Linked DNA regions of Mus musculus: regions 1, 3 and 4 are each linked to region 2. Evidence: chromatin contacts called from public Hi-C data. All regions are on one chromosome and are shown on one strand. Each heading gives the region's core, a stretch centred on a gene start, on an enhancer-like site or on the middle of the called end of the contact. The rest is flanking DNA. Distances are from core to core; before and after follow the strand shown.

Region 1 (3,630 bases), core at 964-3,463, 490 kb after region 2:
GTGGAGGCAGAAGGACCAGGACTCCAGAACTTTGCCCTCACACTGCATGTATTTAGCAGGTGGCGGGTATAAGAAGGGGACCTGATACGCTTTGCTACTAATAGTGTCTGTGTGTGGCATTCACTGGGATCTGGTCTATAATAAACACAACCAGGTAAGAGAAGAGAGATGTCAGAAGCCCAGCTCGCCGCCGACAAAACGATGGACTTGGGAGACAGGAAACGCAGATCTGATCACAGCACCCGAGAGAAGGGAAACCCCGGGGATGCCTGCAACTTAAGAAACCTGAGGTTGGGCTGCACGGCAAGCAGCTATCATCAACAAGCCCCAGTCATGGCGGGCTTTACTTTAAACACGACAGAAAGGAGGCAAACGCATCCTCCGCTGTGTTGTCTGAACATGTTTAAGACACCCATCTGCCTCCCGCGGGCCCGGGGGTCAGGTGGCTCTCACATCCATGTTGTTCCCGGCACCCTCTGCCCTTCTTAGCATAACTTCTGAGAAGGGTCTCCATGAACTTGACCCTGCTGCTTCGCGCTGACGATTCTCCTTCTTTCTGCCTGCCAACTCCGCCCCCATCCCAGCGTCCGGGCTTGTTTTCCATCTGTGTATTATTCTTTGTGAATAAAATTATCCAATTAGGAAATCCATTTAAAGCCCTTAACAATAACAAGGGAGGGGGGAAAAACAACTAATGGAGTTGCTTTGGATTTTCTTTTTCAATAAATTAATGTTAGTGACGTCTGTGAATTCCTAAGTGCCCCTTCATACCATCCGGGCTATTGCAACAAGGACAATTAGTTCCAAGTTGCTATACCGATTTTCTATACCTTAGGAAATCCCAAGGAGCAGGATACTAGAAGGAGTCAAAGAAAACTTGCTGGCTCACAGGATGAATTTGACCAAAAATAAAGCTCCAACTCTAAAAAAAAAAAAAAAATCTTTGGAGTTTATATGTATATTCTTCTTCATTTCCTTTTTAATTATACACACATTTTTAAGGGGAGAGGAGAGAGCCTCCCCCTTCCTCCCATTTGCAACTGCTGTATGCACATTTTCAGGTGTTGCGTATAAAACAGGCTAAAGGAGGACGGTAAATGTCCCGATTTCTGCTGCTTCTCACACTGGGTTGGCTGGGGATTTGCTTTGTTCGCAATCAGCCTAGTTTGGTTTTGTTATTAAAGAGAGATAACGCTGTACGCCTGAGATGAAATTGCATTTTCCTTACTGTCAATGGTGAAAACCTTGGCCACCCTACCGATATAGTGAAAGATTCTCTCTCTCTCTCTCTCTCTCTCTCTCTCTCTCTCTCTCTCTCTCCTGCCTCTGTCTCTGTCTTTCTCTTCTCATAATAAAAATGTTTTAAATCTCCTTTCCCCTCCTGTTTTTTCTTTTCTCTCTCTTTCTTTCTTTCTTTCTTTCTTTCTTTCTTTCTTTCTTTCTTTCTTTCTTTTTTTTTTCTTTTCTGCTTACTCAAAACCAGAACTGAAGCCCCATGAAAAGGCCTTGTAATCCAGCCTTCTGTGTGATATCACAAATTAGTCATCTTCTCTTTCCTGGAGGTTGCACCGTCCTCTTTTTTTTTTTTTTTTTTTTAAATAAAAGCGGAGGCTAGAGTGGTGTTAGATTTTGACAGTGAAGGGTTTGCACTGATGGACCAAATAATCATGTGCACTGGGCGGGGGGGGGGGGGGGGCTGGGGGTGCAGATCTGGCACTGACCACTTAAAATTCAAATTTCACACTAACGATAAGTGTAATCATCTCAATCAGCACCATCACCATCATCATCATCACAATAAAAAGATGCATTCCGCGAGCCGGTGACATCAATCAACCACGGTGCAGATCAGAAGCAGTTCTCCCCTCTTGCTGGCTCACCCTGGCTGTCTGACACTAGCTTCCCCCTCCCCACCTCGCTGTCCTCCCCACCACCACCCCCACCTCACCCCCAGCTTGGGAGAAGTGATCACATTTAATTCATTACATCATTATGTCATCTCCATACTAATCTGTGCCCTCATACCTCCGCCACTTTGACATGCAAATGAGCTAGGGAAAAAAGCCACACATTAATATAAAAAAGTCACAGCAATCTTGTCATGATTTCCTCCCTCCCAGCCCCACAACACACTCCCTCCAATCTCCACCTCCCCCCCCCCCCACCCCATCTCTCTTTCCAGCACGCTGTGCTCGCGATCAGAGGAAACAACAGCAATCTGTTGAAGATCAGACGCTGAGACAGGGAGGTGGGGGGGAAGATACAACACATACACGTGTCGGCAACGCGGCCAGGAGTCCTATTTACATATTCACATGAGTTCCATTCTCAGACTGCTTAAGCGGGGAAGAAGTTAGGTGGCTCCCCCCACCCCAGCCACCCTCCCAGATCCAAAGAGAGACAAGCTACTGAGAGAAGAACACACGAATACATAGGGAAAGGGGAGGGGGGGCGCTTAGGAAGAGGGAGGGAGAAGGCAGAGAGGGAGACACACCAGCAAGAGACAGAGAGAGGGAAGAAAAGAAAAAAGAAAAGAAAGACTTTCACATCTACCTTACCTCAGCTAGCCTGCTTTCTGTAGCTCGCAAAGGGGGTTCCCTGTGGCTCCTTTACAATTTTTGAGACCCATCCTTCAGGCTCTCTCTCTCTCTCTCTCTCTCTCTCTCTCTCTCTCTCTCTCTCTCTCTCTCTCTCTCTCTCTTCCTCCTCCTCCTCCTCTCTCTGTGTTGTGACTGGGTTTAAAAAAATAAAAAATAAAAAAGACAACTCCATGTTAGGCTCCAGTCAAGGAGGCATCTTGAAGTCCAGGGCTACTGGGGGGCGGGAAGAGAGGAGGAGGGTCATAGCTTAATGCCTTACAAAGGAGAACCTGGGCTCTGTGCTTTAAAACATCTCTCTCGCATACGGTGACTGACAAAGGCAAAAACATATAGGGACTCCATGTGTACTTGGAGACATCTGTACATTTCCCACTAGTCTCCCGGATGCCAGGAATATTCAGATTGGGAGACAAACACATGCAAGACAATTAGGAGTCCCTTCAGGAAACCCCATGGCAGATCCACTTGGCTTGCTGATTGCAGAGGGAGCCAGGCAGCCAGGGGCTTTATTTGCTGAATCACATTTGTGGTAATACCTGGGTAATAATAACAGACAGGCTGGAGATGGGGGCTTCAGCCGCCGCCGTGATTTTCCCAGCTTTGATCAGTTTTCAGCGGTACATTTCTGGTAATGAAAACGTGTGAACATGTCCGCAGATTTTTTTCCCAAGTTCTCTCTCTCTCTCTCTCTCTCTCTCTCTCTCTCTCTCTCTCTCTCTCTCTCTCAATAACTAAAAAGAAATGAGAGAAGTGGGGGGGGGTTGAGGAGAGAGGGGGAAAGGAGAGGGGGGAGAGAGAGATTGCAATTTAATATATATCTACGCACTAATAATAAAAGCCCTTTCTCTATATATTCTTTATGAAGAGCAAGATTGGTATGATCTGAAAACAGAGGACCAAGGCAGACGCATCTGATTTTCTAGTGGCCCACTGTATAGCATTACCCTAATTGACTTTATTAGCTCTGGTGAGATGCTACCGTCCCTCCAAAGAACCTGCCTTGGAGGACAGCGACACACAGCACTGAGGA
Region 2 (3,489 bases), core at 122-2,621:
GACAGTGCGCGTGGCCCTCCTTTTACCGCAGAGAAATCCTTGGCTGTCAGAGTGAATGGATATGTGGAGCAGTTAATTTTATGTGTCATTAAAAGAACCTGTAATTGCAGCCATAAGTCTTTCCTGGATCCTTTTAGGAGGAGACACACGTTTTCCCAGACTTGGCTCTGTCTTGGTGACACCCCTTACAACCCTGTGCTAGTACGGCAGGTCTGGGGAGGGAAGACTCCACCAGGAGAGGTGTTGAAGACAGGATTTCCTGGGCTTTCCATGGGGGGGCGTGAGGGGGTTACTCTCAGTAGTGATTACTTCTCCAGCCTTCTGCAGGACTTTGATGCTCTGGAGGGCTGGAGACAGTTGTCATGCACAGATGCATTTCCTACTCAAGAGACATTGCTTGCATAGTGAGCAGGCTTAGGGTTCTAAGCTAGGGGAAGCCACTAGGGAGTTAACTCACCTGTCTGACGGGAAGTATGGGATATCACAGGACTTGCCTACTGATCACTGAAAAGCATGTCACAGAGTTTCTGACTGCATGCTTCGGAAGCGAATGCACAGGCCTGGGCACCAGGATCGAAATCCATTCCCCAGGCCAACCAGAGACCTGACAAGTGGAGGTGCCCAGCTCCGGTAACCTTGTCCACCCATTCAGGAAAGAGAAGTCACACTGGTGACAGACACTGTCCAGAAATACATAAGGATGGCACGTTAGACAGTAATCACTAGGTAACCATCTCAGACAGATGGAAAGAGAGGGGAAAAGCCCAAGAGTCACTATCTTTAAAGAGAACAAGCAGATCTGAGTAATCCAATTTATGGGAGATAAGAGCCTGCTGCTAGTACTGTCCTTTAACTGGACAAACGCCTTCGTTCAAGTGTCAACCCCAATCCGGAAGAGGTCACTGCACTGGGCCTGCTGCCTAATATACTCCTGAATTGGCTGAGTGGCTTTCCGAACAAACACACTGGTCCCACGGAATTGATTTTCAACAGGCCGTATTGGTCCCTAACGTAATTATCCTGCAGCGAGTCAGCTCACAGCAGCCCTTGCATTTAAACGCCGCTGGTCAGCTCAGGAGAGCTGTGGCCGCACCAAGGGGCCCTCTCTAAGCACCGCTGGGGAACCCTCTTCTCTCTCAGCAGCCATCCCCCCCTTCCTAAATCAGTCAGATGGCAGTGGGGGACTTTGTGCTACTTAATCCTAAGTGGGCATCTTGCTCATGAGATGCTGTGGTGACATCAGTCTCTTTTGTCAAGAAATAGCAAGTCCTGGCTGTTTGATAGGCACATTAAACTTACACTAAGGAGTCAAATGGGATACTTTCACACAGCATCCTTGTGGATCCCTCTTCCCTTCTCCAAAGTTCCTTGTCAGTGCCATTCCAGGTAGCTGTGGGTGTCAGGCCAGCCAAGGGCAGGCTAAGGGTGCTGACCTAGCATAGTGTATCTCTTCTTAAGACTGTTACCACATAGTGTGGTACAGGTCCTGGTTAGTCAAGCAGGGCATGCCGTTTCAACTTCCAGCTCATCCTTCCAAACTCTTGTGACCCTCAATGCTGGGAGGCCTGCTATCCAAATGAAATCCTTCCTCTCTGGATGGACCACAGTGAGCTCAAAAGACCCATGATTCCTATTCTACTTATCAGTCTGTCAGCCCCGAGAAATTACATCTTTCTCCCAGTGATGACTTATAGACATCCTTTTTGAAAGAGTTGAGGTCTAAAGCATGCTTGGTGCCTGGCATATTACACTGTGTAGAATACCACTCAGAAACTATGAGGATAGTTGCGTGGTAGTGCTCTGTAATGAGGAAATGGATAGCAAAGAGCAGGGAGAAGTCTGCATTAATATTGCCCCTCTTCCTGTATTTCTTCATCTAAGCCACGCAGTAACAACTGTGTCTGTGGCATTGGGATGTTTTGGGCTAAACCAAGTGCATGCTTGGCAAGTGTTTGGAACCATGCCCAGCATGATGAGAAGTGGTAAGGGGCAAGATCAGTCACTGTCGTGCAGTATAGGGACATTGGACAGAATCAGCCACCCTCAGTCTTTATCTGGGACCTCACCTGTTGTGACATCCTTAGCTTTCTTATCAACCAGAGATGCTACCAAGCCCAGACTTCCTCTAGTTGCCTAGCTCAAGGTGCCTGTGCCTAACTCACAGGTACACCCAAACAATACTGATGTTCTAGAAACCTTGGTCTGGGCTGGGGAGCTGCTGATGGTGAGTCTTAGAGCAGATCCCAGAAGGGACATCCCTGCCTGCTCTGACCTCATTCCAGACAGAATCTACATAGCTATGGCCAGGAGGTCATGGCAGCTGTAGCTATCAGGACATCGATTCTTTAAATTCTCATGAAACGCTGTTCAATTCTCATTAACTTGCTGGAAGCTTTGCCCAGAACTTGATTGTGAAAGACAAGGAAAATATTCTTATCTTAATCAAACTTGAAAAACTCACCACGGGGGTCTATCTTAGTGAGGGCTAAAGGCATTTTGGTTTGCTTCTATGGCTAGAGTCAGGAAAACCAAGGTAGGACCCACATCCGTTTACTTACTCCCTAGGGTTAAACCAGTACCCAGCTTGGTTCAAGTGATAGGTGCTGATTTCAACAAGTGCTGTTATTTCTAGGGGGCCCAGGAGAACAGCCACGTATTATAAAGATGATGGTTCACATAGCATTTTAAGTACACTCCTTGTATTGGTATGTGTAATGACACTCTTATCTCAGGACACTCAACCACATAAGGTCAAAGAGCAGGGCTGAGATCATAGAACTCGAGGCCTTGAGACAACTCAAGGCTACTCAGCCATCCTGCCCAGGTGTGTGGGGGAATCGAGGAAGGTGCTTAGTTGACAACATGACAGGGATGTTATTAGCATAGCCAGTTTGCATACAAGAGAGTAGAGGTGGTGGGAGAAGCTGGAGGAATAAGCAAGGAAGAAAGAGGTTGAGGACAAAAGACAAAGAGAGATGGCCAAGAGGAAAATAAGACATTATTGTTTAACGGCCCTACATTTTTATTTATCAAATAATGTTCCCTCCAATGATATATCTTACTTGCAGAGAGTAAAATCCTGCCAGAGACTACCTTGTACAAAGGCCTTCACATCCAGTTAGTTAATGTACAGTTCACAATGAAACAGTTACTACTGTGAATGTCCTTCTTAGATGGGGAAACTGAGGCTCAGAGAGATCAAAACACAGAAAGCACAAAATCGAGCCTGATGGAGAACTGCTCAGTTTCAATCCAAATGTTAAAGAAAGCCCCAACGTCCGGGGACGTACTTATACTAAAGCAACAGACTATTTACGATACTGAAAACGTACTCTTTGTTTACAAGGACATTCAAACTGATCTGGGCACTGCGCGTCATGTCTGGAAACTCAATGCAATGGCATCACTAGCTGGTCTTAATAGTTTAAAAGTGGCATGGACTTGATACTAGAGGTCTTAAATATATCTGTCTGAGTAGATTTTTAGGAA
Region 3 (3,267 bases), core at 728-3,227, 460 kb after region 2:
CATCAATAATCTAGCACTTGGGGTGTCCAGGCAGGAAGACTGAGAACTCAAGGCCAACCTCGACTACATGGTAAGCTCCTATCTCAAAGGAAGAAAAAGAAAAAGATGTTTTTAAAAATTCCACTTGATTTTTTTTTTTTTTGGCTTTTTTTGAGTTTTGGTTTGTCTGTCTGTCTGTCTGTCTGTTTGTGTGCATGCATTTGTAAGATGAAGTCCTGGAAGATTATAATAAGCAGTGCTCACCATTGTATCAAAACATGAACACAGACTCTCCCGACACATCTTGCTCTTGAAATTGACAGCGTGGTAGTAATTCTGTACTTGGTCTGTTTGAGCTAAACTATTTCTGAAGCCTTGCGTCACTCACAACTACGGGTCTGCATCCCTCGAATTTCTTCTCATGCCACTATCATCCATGTTTCCTTTCATCTCTTAGAGTTGGGTAACTCTGGCACTCACTGTGACGGGACGGCAATTCATATCGCTAATGACAATGGGTAAATCTAGGCAGGGATGGTAAACCACAATACAGCTTAATGAAGCCAGGCCCCTACTGCAACAGCTACACATCCTCAGTCTGAAACTGCACATGCCCAGTTCATAGGGAGTCTACACGCAACCAAAGACACACAATGCTGGCCATCCTAGCATTTCCAAATTGAAGTAGATGTGTCACTGTAAACCACTTACCTTTAATTTCTGTTTTATATTACAGTTGTAGACCTGTTTTGGGTTCTGTTTTTACCATTACATGAATGGGTAGGTCAAGCTTTGTGTCTTCAGGAAAGGGTAGTAGGAACTGAGGGGTGGAGCTTCATGGGTGGAGTTGCTGCCCTAGACCCCAGGAAGCCCTGAGTTTGATTCCCGACACTGCACAAATGAGACAGGATAGCTTGCACCTGTAATTCTAGCACCCAGGAGGTAGAAACAGGATCAAAAAAGATCAGGGAAGCCTCCCTTGGCTGCACAGAAAATTAGAGGCAGCTGCCTAGTGGAGGGAGTAGGTAAGGGGACTCAACAAGTAAGGACACTTGTCTCCGAGTCTGAATCCCTTAGTTCAGTGACTGGAACCCACAGCAGAAGCAGAGAGTTGTCTCCTGAAACTGGCCCTCTTGACCACACACGGGCCATAGCATGTGTGCACATACATGTCAAAACCAAGAAATTCTCATACTATTAGACGTCAAGACAAGACCTCTCCCTTGTCTACAACATTGAAATGCCGCTGCGATGTTTTGGTACCTGGCTTTTTCAATGAGTTGGTTTGGGGGGGTGGGGAGGTTTGTTTCTTTTGTGTCCCCCCCCCGGGAGTTTGACCACAGAGAAGCCATCTGCCTGCTGCAGCTAAAGATGCACCAAGATGCAGACTCTTGAGGTTACTGGGCAAGCTACGACACACAGAGGCTAGTAAATAGAAGCAGCCCCCCCTGAATCCCTTAATTACTAGAACCCCCCCCCCCCAAAAAAAACCAAATGTGGTTTCCCACCCCCAGGGAAGGCACACATGTTTCAAATCCAATGTGGAACAAAAACTAGAAACACAAAGTACCTTAAATTTTTCTGAGAAATTAGCATCAACAGAAAGAAAAACAGCAGTTGCCTCCATGGAAATAGCAGCCCCTCCTCGCCCACAGCCATTTGGATCGGAGATTGTTTGCATTAATAAGGCGTTAGCGTTTGTTTTTTTCTTCTGTCTCTCTCTCTCCCTCTCTCTTGATTGTCAAATGCCAGCCGTTCAATGTCCCACATTTGCCGTGAAATTCAAGGCAATGAGGCTGACAGAATGTAATTTACTTGCATTGAAATATGCCAGGCCCATGATTTGCTTCTCCAGCCTTCCGGGCTGGGGGGTCACATTCAGTGGACCTTCTGAACTCTCAAAGAGGAAGCCAACTTCGCTGAGTCACATACAGCAAGGGTGTGGCAGGTGGGTGGCCACAGGAGCAGATGGCAGAGCCACCAACGCTGTGTCGATCTTTGCAAAGGAGGAAGAACAGCGTAGACAACTTGAAACAAGCAGCTAATCTCCCCTTGAGTCTTGAATTTCTTCACCTTTCTCATCTATACCTTAAAATGAATGCAAATTTATAGGTCAAAAAATGAAGCGCTCGGATTTATTCATCTCTAGAAAATGTAAAAGAGCTGAGAATTTACTAGAGCATAGAACTAAACTGAACTTCATAAATAACCTGGGTGGGTAAAACATTTCATCATCACGCTGAAAAAATTTTTGAAATGGAAAAATAAAAGCCCAGAGAAGTCAGAGCGCATGGGGGGGGGGGAAAGCATTAAAAAATGTGGGGGAGGGGAAGCTTGGGGGCAAGATTTTCCATACATATAAAACAGTCCTGCATTAAAAACCACTTATGGAATTTATGTTCAGGGCCATCTATCATGGAGCTGTTTGAGACATTAAGAATTTGGGGAGAAAATAAATGCCTAATAACATGGAAATCTGTTAAATAAATTATCATCCATCTACACAATAGTGCCAATAAAAATCCTACTGTAAAGGTATTTAATGGCATGGGCAAATATTTCCAACACGATCTTGAATTTTCATGGTGGTTACATAGACTGAAACTAAGGTGTATTTGTGTGTGTGTGTGTGTATGTCTGTGTCTGTATATCTGTGTGTGTTTGTGTTGTGTGTGTACATGTACATGAGTGTGTGTGTGCATAACTGGGTGCACATATCTATACATATGGGCAGAAGGAGAATGATACAATCTTTAAAGTTAACTGTGACGAAATATAGGTGGCAAGACTACAGTTTACTTTTATTTTGTGTGTTCTCTAAGAGAGTATGTTATATAAAATACCTATCTTGATAAGGAAAAGGAGATCATGAGAAAGAAGTAGTCTCACTTCTGGGGAAAATGTAATATCCAGACATCCCAAGGTTTCCTAAGATATTTTCCTCTAAGTAACACCCTCCATCTCGTGTTGGCAAGAAAGAAATGCTTTCTTAGAAAATTTGGAACAAGGACATGATTAGCAGAGGACTCCACTCTGAGAACAAACCCACACACTTGCTTGCATACCTTTGCGGATGCAGATGTGGTTTGTGTATGTGTATACGTCTGTGTGTTTCTATGCGCTTGGGTATCGGGGCACATGGACATCTGCGCACCTGTATGTGGCAGCCGGAGGGTCAACATGAAGAGTCTTCCTCGGTCACGAGACTGGCTGGCCAGAGAGCCCCGGGATCCACTGTGTCTCCCTCCCCAGCGCTGGGATTCCAGGCACACTAAACAAGCTCACTGC
Region 4 (3,298 bases), core at 417-2,916, 410 kb after region 2:
ATGAGTATTTTCAACTGAGCCTGAAGGATTTCTGAACTTGAGGCCAAGTGTATTGGCTGGTAGTTCTCAAACCCAGAAAGTTTTAGCACTGTTCCATTCACAGATCTTCTGGCCCCTTAAGTTTGACATAGGCAGAGAATTTACATCCCTTTTAAAATATGTTTTCCTAAATTAAAACATTTTTTGTGTGTATGCATATGTGGATATCTTCCTCTATGATCTTCTACCTTATTCTCCTTAGCTGGTATCTGTCACTGAACCTGTAGATTGCCACTTTCAACTGTGTTGGCTTACTGACTGCCAAGCCCCAGAAATGAACCTTCTGTGTGTAGACAAGCGCATGGGCACACACACACCAGCACTAAGGTTAGAGGCATGTGTAGCCATATCCCAGCTTCTTACACAAATGCTGGATATCTAAACTAAGGCCCTCATGCTCAGACAGCAAGTATTCTTACTCACTGAGCGATCTTCCCTTCCTGGGGATTCATACTTTCAACAAAGCCCACTCTGGTGGTGTGCAGATCATGCTTGGGAACGCCTTGCTCGCATCTTGCAAGTACCAGTTAGTGAGAACAAAAGAGTAGGTAGGTGCTCTAAACAGTGTGAGATTCTAAATCATTGTCTTTAGTGGCGGGAGAGGGGGGCGCTTGGGAGGGCGGGGGAGGCTTTCAAAGCACCAGGCAGGCAGTCACTGGAGCTCCCAGAACCCTGGTAATGTGATCAGCATGCATTTAGCTTGCAAACCATCTCGTTTACAGATGGACAAATGCCAGGCGATAAATCAGTGGCAGGGCCCACATAAAAAAAAAACCAAAATTCCAGGCTCCCTAATACCACCATCCAGGTGTGTGCTGACCTATGTCGGCCAATGGGCCATTCTTCATAATATTAAATAATAGCATGTGCTGCCTGCAGGTGATTTTGAGTGGCATCGTGATATATCCCACCGGCATCACAAAAGCAGATGGCTTTCATAGCCATAGATACTCAAGATCTGCTCTATCTATGTACCCACCTTTATTTCAGGCCATTAAAGGGGGCCTCAAGAAATGTAACATCAATATGGGGGGGGGGAAGGCTTCTCTTTCCTGGAGGAGAACAGGGGGTGACCATGTGAGCACAGTGCCATCTCAATAAGCACGCCAAGAAAAATCCCACGGAAATATCTGGGCGGCAATAAACGTGATCTTATCTCAACACTGAAATGGAAAAAGGAGCTGGTCCCCCTAAATCACAGGAGTAATGTGCGGTGGAAAAAGAAAAGGACAACTGTGGACAAACTCAGAGAAGAAAGTTTTATTAATTCTAAATATGCCTTTCCCCCACTGGGTTTACACTAGCATTCCCCCTAATGGGATCCAGATGTTCCGCCAGCCTGGAAGTAGCTACCTAGGAGAAAACAGTAGCTCGCCTCCTTTAAGTTAAAAGGGCGAAATCGTGGCGCTACAGGCTGATTTACAGTTTAGTTCAATCAGCGCCCACAGCACGGAGGGATGGAGAACTGTGGACCGTGGATGAAGGCGAAAGCCCGCCTTGGAAAAGGCTGGCGGCTCAAGAGTTAATGCCAACCTTTCCTGTGAATGCAGCCCTCTGTGTAGTAGCTAATGAAGGTAATGAAATATGACATGTAGTTTGGCCCTTGACCATGGAGTGCACCCCCCGCCCCTCGGCGCTGCGAACAAAGCCAAAACAGATGTAGCGACTTCTGTATGGTTTGGGGTTGGCGTCTGTTACACAGACCAGGTGACCCGCACATTCCCAGAATGTTCACTTCTGACACACGCGGCATTATCTGAGAAGATGCTGCCTTTGTCTGTGAAGTGCGAAGGGGAAGCGAGAGACGGAGGGGTGCAGCTGAGGGGGTGGGGGCAGGGGTGGGGACGGGGTGAGGGTGGAAGCTGAGCTTCCAGGGATGTTCAGCCAAACTCCTGCCCTCTATGCCCTGGTTCTCCTCATTCACTGTGAACTGGAAAAACAACAACAACAACAAATTCTTTCTTGGAGGCAAGGGGGTAGCCTGGCAAATGTGGAATTTGCAGAAAATCTCCTCCGTGCCTTTACTTCTCTCTCCAAAGCAAGGCCCAGGGAATGAGACCCAGGGATGGGAACTAATTGCTGAAGCTACTTGGGCTGGTCACTCTAGTACAAGGACAGAGCAGCCAGCCACTCCTCAGCAAAGGCCGTCCGTATGTCCATATTTCAGGTTTCGTATTTCAGGTTCCCATGCAGACCAAATGGCCGAAATAAAAGCACAGTTCTGGTGACTAAAACCACAGCGCTGGGCTCTGAGGAAATACTAATTGTAGTTGTCATGCTGTCTGGCTTCTTCACTCTTGAGGACCACTGGATAAGGTGGCTGTGTGATGTTTCCCCCACCCCCCCAAGGGATCTTAAGTAATTTTTTTTTTAAAGAACATATCATCAAATCTTGGCCTAAATATAGCATCTTTGTTGGTTTCCCCCCACCCCCAAAGGGATCAGACCTTTGGCAAAGTTAGAGAGAAAGAGAGGAACAGGGAGAAAGAAGAGGAGGGGGAGCCTTGGCAAGTGGGAGCCTGTTCCCAATGTTATTTATTATCTTCAGCAGACACTGACATGTGGCTTTTGAAAGCGGATACTGTACCTTTAACCTTGACTCCAAAAGCATGCTTAATCTGTGATGCAAACCGAGGTTCCAAACTGGAGAGCCTTGGGGTAGTGGCTGGGGGGTGGGGGTGGGGGGGCGGGGGATGGGGGTGTGGCTAGATTTATTTATGAGGCGCGTGGAAAATTTTGACATCACAAGCTATGGCCATTATTCACATGTTACATGACACAAGATTGGCCCTTTTAACGCAGCAACATCACATAAAAATATGATTTTTGTCCTGTGACGGCAGGCTGATCATATAGTGCTCACCTACCTACCCAATGAAATGTAATCTCTTTAGGTCAAAGGCCCCAAGAAAGTGATTCAACTGGGTGGCTCCAGTCTTCCATCAGACTCTAGGAAAACTAAATTCGGATGAGGCTCGATGAGGAACTCAAATTGTAGGAGGGTGTGGATAGATCGCTGAATGGAACAGAGAACATTCTGGAACAGCCCACGAGGCTATCACAGGGCCCTCTCAGCACAGCTCTCCACAGTTGCTCACTGATATAGATCTCATTACAGATGGTTGTGAGCCACCATGTGGTTGCTGGGATTTGAACTCTGGACCTTCGGGTGCTCTTACCCACTGAGCCATCTCACCAGCCCAATGCCAGACTTCTAAATTCTTTTTTTTTTTTCTTTTCTTCAATGGGAAGGTTGGGA

What was found. Hi-C and Micro-C count contacts between places; a contact is called where the count stands out from the background.
Region 1: a Hi-C map of the N1E-115 cell line shows a contact between it and region 2, with 6 times the contacts expected there. The contact joins two enhancer-like sites. A contact is called at or near these places in 1 of 484 Hi-C or Micro-C datasets (the N1E-115 cell line), 3 of 115 datasets of contacts at active chromatin or transcription factors (embryonic basal ganglia, embryonic hindbrain and embryonic midbrain) and 1 of 9 other capture datasets (embryonic stem cells).
Region 3: a contact with region 2 is called in a Hi-C map of the N1E-115 cell line, with 5 times the contacts expected there. The contact joins two enhancer-like sites. A contact is called at or near these places in 1 of 484 Hi-C or Micro-C datasets (the N1E-115 cell line) and 1 of 115 datasets of contacts at active chromatin or transcription factors (embryonic basal ganglia).
Region 4: a contact with region 2 is called in a Hi-C map of the N1E-115 cell line, with 5 times the contacts expected there. The contact joins two enhancer-like sites. A contact is called at or near these places in 1 of 484 Hi-C or Micro-C datasets (the N1E-115 cell line), 2 of 115 datasets of contacts at active chromatin or transcription factors (differentiating embryonic stem cells and embryonic stem cells) and 1 of 9 other capture datasets (embryonic trunk).

Annotation. Positions count from the first base shown.
Region 1 is chr8:107,941,629-107,945,258 of GRCm38.p6, reverse strand. No RefSeq gene overlaps it. Among named protein-coding and RNA genes, the nearest start is that of Gm39242, 110 kb to the right of the region's middle. Within about 2 kb of position 2,213, at least 25 of the 459 cell types and tissues checked have an H3K27ac peak or open chromatin away from gene starts, as enhancers often do. A contact at or near this core is called in the N1E-115 cell line, where this site is marked.
Region 2 is chr8:108,433,948-108,437,436 of GRCm38.p6, reverse strand. It overlaps a transcript of Zfhx3 not described here. Among named protein-coding and RNA genes, the nearest start is that of Gm39243, 37 kb to the left of the region's middle. Within about 2 kb of position 1,371, at least 1 of the 459 cell types and tissues checked has an H3K27ac peak or open chromatin away from gene starts, as enhancers often do. A contact at or near this core is called in the N1E-115 cell line, where this site is marked.
Region 3 is chr8:107,979,346-107,982,612 of GRCm38.p6, reverse strand. No RefSeq gene overlaps it. Among named protein-coding and RNA genes, the nearest start is that of Gm39242, 150 kb to the right of the region's middle. Within about 2 kb of position 1,977, at least 28 of the 459 cell types and tissues checked have an H3K27ac peak or open chromatin away from gene starts, as enhancers often do. A contact at or near this core is called in the N1E-115 cell line, where this site is marked.
Region 4 is chr8:108,026,064-108,029,361 of GRCm38.p6, reverse strand. No RefSeq gene overlaps it. Among named protein-coding and RNA genes, the nearest start is that of Gm39242, 190 kb to the right of the region's middle. Within about 2 kb of position 1,666, at least 36 of the 459 cell types and tissues checked have an H3K27ac peak or open chromatin away from gene starts, as enhancers often do. A contact at or near this core is called in the N1E-115 cell line, where this site is marked.